Regions from separate parts of the Mus musculus genome. Here region 2 is linked to region 1. A link is a contact called in public Hi-C data. All regions are on one chromosome and are shown on one strand. The core of a region is the stretch at or near the end of the contact, and the rest is flanking DNA. Distances in the headings are between cores, read along the strand shown.

What was found. A called contact is a pair of places that touch in the nucleus more often than the background predicts.
Region 2: a Hi-C map of the N1E-115 cell line shows a contact between it and region 1, with 2.4 times the contacts expected there. The contact joins two enhancer-like sites. A contact is called at or near these places in 1 of 484 Hi-C or Micro-C datasets (the N1E-115 cell line), 1 of 115 datasets of contacts at active chromatin or transcription factors (liver) and 1 of 9 other capture datasets (embryonic stem cells).

The regions. Positions count from the first base shown.
Region 1 is chr4:82,302,357-82,305,646 of GRCm38.p6, forward strand. All of the region lies in intron 11 of Nfib (nuclear factor I/B), which reads right to left. Among named protein-coding and RNA genes, the nearest start is that of Nfib, 200 kb to the right of the region's middle. Within about 2 kb of position 2,030, at least 116 of the 459 cell types and tissues checked have an H3K27ac peak or open chromatin away from gene starts, as enhancers often do. A contact at or near this core is called in the N1E-115 cell line, where this site is marked.
Region 2 is chr4:82,461,850-82,464,968 of GRCm38.p6, forward strand. All of the region lies in intron 2 of Nfib (nuclear factor I/B), which reads right to left. It also overlaps 2310067E19Rik. Among named protein-coding and RNA genes, the nearest start is that of Nfib, 42 kb to the right of the region's middle. Within about 2 kb of position 1,587, at least 44 of the 459 cell types and tissues checked have an H3K27ac peak or open chromatin away from gene starts, as enhancers often do. A contact at or near this core is called in the N1E-115 cell line, where this site is marked.

The sequences.
Region 1 (3,290 bases), core at 780-3,279:
GATGCATGAGATCTCCTGAACAAGAATAATTCCACATTAGTAACTGTAATTGATTTATCCAATGTTAGTTGCTTTCCAACTGAAAATAATATGTGCCTTTGTTTTGTGTGTGTGCAGATGTGGATGTATGACAGTAATTTGCTTTTGAGCCCCCTTTTACAAGGGGCCAGAGTGAAAGTGAATTATACTACATGCTTTATAGAGGTCCTGGATTTCTTTGATTTATTTTTCCCATTTTTAATGATCATTATCGCCATATGAATGATCCTATTTGCATGCAAGATGATTTCTAATGATTATAACTATTTGTAATAGTCTGCATCAGAAAGCCCCCTCGCTAGCTCTTACCTGCTCTGCAAAGGGCCCCAGTGGGCTCTCTGGGAAACACCAAATATCATAAACTGCAGGTGGCTCATAGAATGAATCTAACTGCAAGCAATAGCACTTCATAGTAATGAAAGAGAAGTGTATTTATTTCTTAACTAAGTAGGTAAATAGCCTTCTTTATTGTTAATCCTTGGGGAGCCACACTTTTGAAAATAACATCAAATGGGAGGCTGTCAAACCTCATTGGTTTATAGTCAATTGTTTCAGACGGCTTTGCTTCTGGGGGACGCTGGATCAAGGGTTCATTGTAGCACGCATTAGTGAAAGTATTTTCCAAATTTAAAAAAAAAAGGGGGTATCATATACCAGTGAAGTACTGCATCTGCAAAAGACGACACGCAATAGTGACTTCACATGGGGACAGCGCAGCTGTCTAGGGAACCAGATCATTGCTACCCTTTGCTTTTACTATAGAGGCTTCCTTCCACACATGATGTTAGAAGGCCCTTCAACAAGGGAACCCAGGCACTTCAAAAGTCACAAAAACTTACTTGCTTACAACAGTCAAATGTAAATAAGATTTAAAGGGCAATCCTTCCCCTCAATCAGGAAATTAAGCATATTTTTTAAAGATTTGATTTTGCTCATATTTTAGAGCTAAAAAACCTATGATAGAAAATTATGAAGTTGTTAACTACAAATCAATTACAAGACACCCGTGCATGCATACACACACACACACACACACACACACACACACACAGACACACACACTTATGAAGCTACCGGATGTTATTGCCAATTAAAATATAAAAACATACAGGCCAACTGTAGTCATTTACTCCTCCCAGACCATGCCACAGGGAAGCCCACATGTTGATTTCCAGCCTTTCTCTAGTCTGTATTCCTCTCCACCCCTGGGCTTCTTTTCAATGCTATTGTTACAAGGGTTACTGCTCCTCTTATTTGCATAAGTGATTCTTCAACTACAGACATTTCCCTACCAAAAAAAAAAAAACTCCGGTTCTCCAAAATAGTGCTTTTCACAGAAAGGCTCCCCAAAGGCATACTAAATGAAAGAGAAATGTGAGTTTGTATAAAAGCCAGGAGACTCTTTCACAAATGATTTTTCTTAAAAGCAAATACTAGTATTATTTTTACAGTTTTGCTTCTAAAGAAGAGGACTTGTTTATACCAGATTTCTGAAGAGTAAGATGTCAAGGAGTTAACAATTATATTTATGACATTGGCCCTTTCACTGTGTTCACATATGCAGAGAGCTCCCAGAACGAAGAAAATAGGAGAGGAAACTCTATTTCTACACTTTCTGATATGCAACATAAATATTATTATTCCCCATGTGGAAATTCAACAGGCTTTTGTCTTTACTGCTGTAGCATTTCCTATAAAAATACATTCATTTCTAGGCTCTATTATTTAAATATGACCTGATTCACAGTACACCTAGTTCCAGCTCCTTGATCACAACAATGAAGTGATGGTGTGTGGGCCGCAATGGAGCTGACTTCCTCAGCAGAGAGTGTGCGTGTTTACACGGTGCTTTGCATAAACCATCTTCAAACAAGGTCAGCATTTAGCACACTTCCTTTAGCTGCAAAAGGGTTAACCAGTAAGGTTTGCATTTTGAGAATGTTCTGAATCCTGCTCCTCCCTCTCTGGCTCTGCTGCCAAAAACCATCTGACAGGAAACGGAAGATTAAGTTTGTCCTACCTAGGCGAACAAAGAGTGCTCTGAACGAGCTCCCACTTCACTGCAGAGCGGGAACTTTTCTAATCCCGCTGGAATCTGCAGCGCTGCTCTGAAAGTACCATGGAGAAAGTTGTTCTCTTTCCTCTAACATCTTGTCCCTGGATCATCTCGCTTTGGCCACACTGTCCATCCAAAAGGGTTGACGGGAAAGCTCCAGACATAATCATGTGGAAAATGGACATTATTGATTCCTATGGCCCATTGTTCCCCCATGCTAAGTCCCTGAAGTTCAAGTTCAATCTGGAATTACATCATGTCTGGTTTCTCCTGGTTACCAGACGGCTTGAGACGTGACCACAGCTACAGAAAAAACAAACAGCCTTCTTCACGCTTCGGCTCCCCTATCGATTCAAACGTAAACTTTTTTTCTTTCTCTCAAGTATGCTTCAAGTATGGAGCATGGTTAATTTAGAGATTAAGTTCCAAATTAGATTATCTAATGGCATCTTAATGGATTGCTGACCCATTTCCTGTGGGATGGCAGCATGCAAGTCTGGCTGGAATACAATTAATTTCTTAGGAAGTGTTCTGAAGAGTTTGTCTAGATAAAAAGGAAACGGCCAGTTGGACAAATCTCTCTTTATAAATGGAGAAAGGTAGGCGAAAATGATGTCTCAACACTGCTTCCAATAGCCAGATCAGAGACAGAGACACTGTGTGTGTGTGTGTGTGTGTGTGTGTGTGTGTGTGTGTGTGTGTGTGTGAGCGAGTGAGTGAAAACCATTTCGGATAATCTGAATAAAATACTACCGCCTTCAGTTTTGCTCTCCCAACAGGTGCAAATGATGCTGATGAGGACAGAAAGTCACTGCTTTCACGAGACTATTCAAAGCAAAGGATGACAACAGCAGCTGCCCTGGTACCAAACCCTGCTCAGATGCAACCTTAGATTTCATAATTCTCAGCCTTGAACCAAGGACTCACCTATGCCACCTAGCTTGTCAGCATTTCTATTAGTCCTGGAGTGGTGCTAGGGCCCCAGGATGCTGTATAAAAATGTGAACACTTTAGAGCCAACAGCTGAAAAGAAGATTCAGAGATGGGAATCCAGCTTCCCCTCCTCCCCCCAGCCCCCCAAACACACACACACACACCACCACCACCATCCCAAGGAACTTCAGAAACAACCCAGCTGCCCCGGACTGCAGTTTTGTGTCAAGATAAGAAATCCTGAGCAGGAAATGCTAACCTA
Region 2 (3,119 bases), core at 337-2,836, 160 kb after region 1:
GGCACATCTTCTGCCCTTGAGTCTGGGGATCTGGACTCTCATTGGACCCAGCCCCTTGTTTCCTTCAGAACTACTCTCCAGCAAGATCCAGTTGCCAGATTAGAAAGGTTTTCCTAAAGTACTACCAATAATAAAGAGGGGATTCACCAGATACATGTCATGTTGTGGAGCAACAAAAACACAGACTGAGAGAAAAGATGCAGGCATGAGACAGGCATGTTCTTACCATCTGCACACATGATAGCAGTGTGCTGAGAACTTCGACGTGTCTGAAGCCTAACTTTACAATTTAAAAGGAAAGCTCTCGTGCCAAGTCTTCCACATAGCATGAGTTTCGTGATCCATGTGGTCATGCTACTTTAAATATGCCTGTAAGTACAACCTTTGTATAAAAAAGAAAAAAACTAAGACACAGAATCAGGGCCAGTGAGATGTCTCAGCAGGTAAAGGCGCCCTGCTGCCAGGCCTGACGATCTGAATTTGATCCCATGTGGTAGAAGGACAGAACCAACCACAAGTTGTCCTCTGACTTCCATATACACACCATGGTGTATTTCCCCTTTAAAAAAAAAATCAAAGCAAATAAATGTAATGTTTAAAAACAACAACAACAACATATATGAGTGGGGGGAGGGCTGGAGAGATGGCTCAATGGTTAAGAGCACTGACAGCTCTTCTAGAAGTCCTGAGTTCAATTCCCAGCAACCACATGGTGGCTCACAACCATCTATAATGGGATCTGATGCCCTCTTCTGGTGTGTCTAAAGACAGTGACAGTGTACTTATATACATTAAATAAATGAATGAATGAATGAATGAATAAATGTTTTTATTTTTAAAAAAATGAACCAGATACATTCTTTTTGTTTGTTTGTTTCTTTCTTTGGGTTTGGGGGGGGGTTGTTGTTGTTGTTGTTTTTGTTTTTTGTTTTTTTGTTTTTTGTTTTTGTTTTTTGTTTTTGTTTTTTGTTTTTGTTTTTTGTTTTTGTTTTTTGTTTTTCGAGACAGGGTTTCTCTGTATAGCCCTGGTTGTCCTGGAACTCACTTTGTAGACCAGGCTGGCCTCGAACTCAGAAATCCGCCTGCCTTTGTCTCCCGAGTGCTGGGATTAAAGGCATACGCCACCACACCTGGCCAGATGCATTCTTTAACTACAAGATATTGACCTTACTCTTCTGCTAGCAAAATCCTAGTCACACTCAAACCAAATACTGACAAGAAAGTGTACTTTCTCAGGACCTATGAGTTTTCCTTTAATCCTTTCATTATAAAAAACACAACACAACGATAAAAACAACCTAGAGGAGGAAAAGGAAGCTTAATTGAATAGAACAAAATTTAAGTGGCGAGCTACACATATTTGATTAATTTTACATTACATATTTTGAAAGGCAAGCTCATTATTTATACAGGTGCTGCCTGACCTCTATCCTGTGATTTATTCACTTTTAACCCATTAATATGCATACCATAAACAGCAGCAAAAAACCACATGACCTCACACCACTGTCTCAAGACACTGCACTTCCATCACTAAGTAAACTATTAGATGGCCTGGTGTTGAGACACTACGCCCGTCTGGATAAGAGAAAACAAGACTTTCCCTCCCATGAGGAGAAGAGAACCCCTGGGCAGTGCTTCGGCTCCTGCCACAGCTACCATGCTATTTGTCCTTTCAAAGGTACCTGTGCACCCGGCACAAACCTTCCAGGAAGCTTTCACGCTACTTACAGCATAATCAGTTGCTTATTGCCAAGGGAAGGACTCCCCCCACCCCCACCCCAAGAAAGACGATCTGCACACACTAATTTGAAAGACAGGGTAGGCATGCAAGTGTTTTAATAGCCCATTATCAAAAATTATCCCTTGGCTATAAAATCCCCAGACCATTGGCTTGAGATCAGCTCAAAGAAAAATGAGATTACAGAATTTAATCTAGTGAAGGGGAGTGAGAGATGAGTTTTAAAAAGCTTTAGCACACACACACACAGACACACACACACACACACACACACACACACACACACGGCAGAGAACCAAAACAAGATCAGCTTAGGAAAAAAAAAAAACCTTCCACACATTTACTTCATAGAAAGCTGACAGACCTCAAGATTCATTTTAAACTCAGAAAAGTAAGCGGTTACTTTGCACCATTTTAATCCAGAGTGGGAAATGTGCAAAGAAAAATTATAGAAAGGGTGATGGGAAACAGAGCAGCCTTTTGTCTTAAGTTTGCACAACCTAATTTAGAGCAATAAAGGAGAAACCTGTGTGTTCTGGGAAATGTCACGTCCATTACATACGTGGATAGGTATGAAGCACGGTCTCCGTAGGCCCTTCAGAAATTGCACACAGCCCCCCTAATGCAAACCAGGAGTCTCCGACTGCTGGATGAGCACTCCCATGTGGATACTTGCAGAGGGTCCCCTCGTCCATCCCACCCTCATTTGTGTCTGCCTAAAGGTCACAAGCATGGAAGTAACACATATGACACAAAGGTACCTCCCATCTGTCTCAACCTGGTGTCAGGGTCCTAGAGAACCACCCCCCTCCTCCCTGCAACCTCCACTCACTTGTTTCTCCTCCCCCTTTGCTCCCCCTACTCCCCTCCCCATGAGCATCTGCCTGGCCCAATCTCGCCTGGGCCAGCTCCAATAACAACATCTGCTTGGCAGCTTTTCAAGCCCACGGATAGTTATCTAACTGAGGCTTTTGTGCTGTACTGTTTATTCTATGTGAAGAAATGCCTCCTTAGTTGAAAGAGTACTTTAGAAAAACTGTGGAGCTATTAGCAAGTGAAGCACAGGGCTAATAACCCCACCTGCTCATCAGATTAATTATGACATCTGAGTCATTATAACTCAGAAAGAAAACACGACTGCAGATCTGTCGCATGTAGGAATAAACATGTATTAGGACCAGGGGGGAAAAAATCAGACCAAAAGATTCAGCTGGACAAGACACACTTCCACCTCTCAGAGACTAGAATATGGATCTTATGCCGCTCAAAGGGATGCCAAGGAAAAGGGGACCGCATGCCTGGCTGCACTACCACACTGTCGTTCCATGGAGCAAGGTGGGCACAGGGCACAGGGCACCTTGGGGGTACACTTTAAATC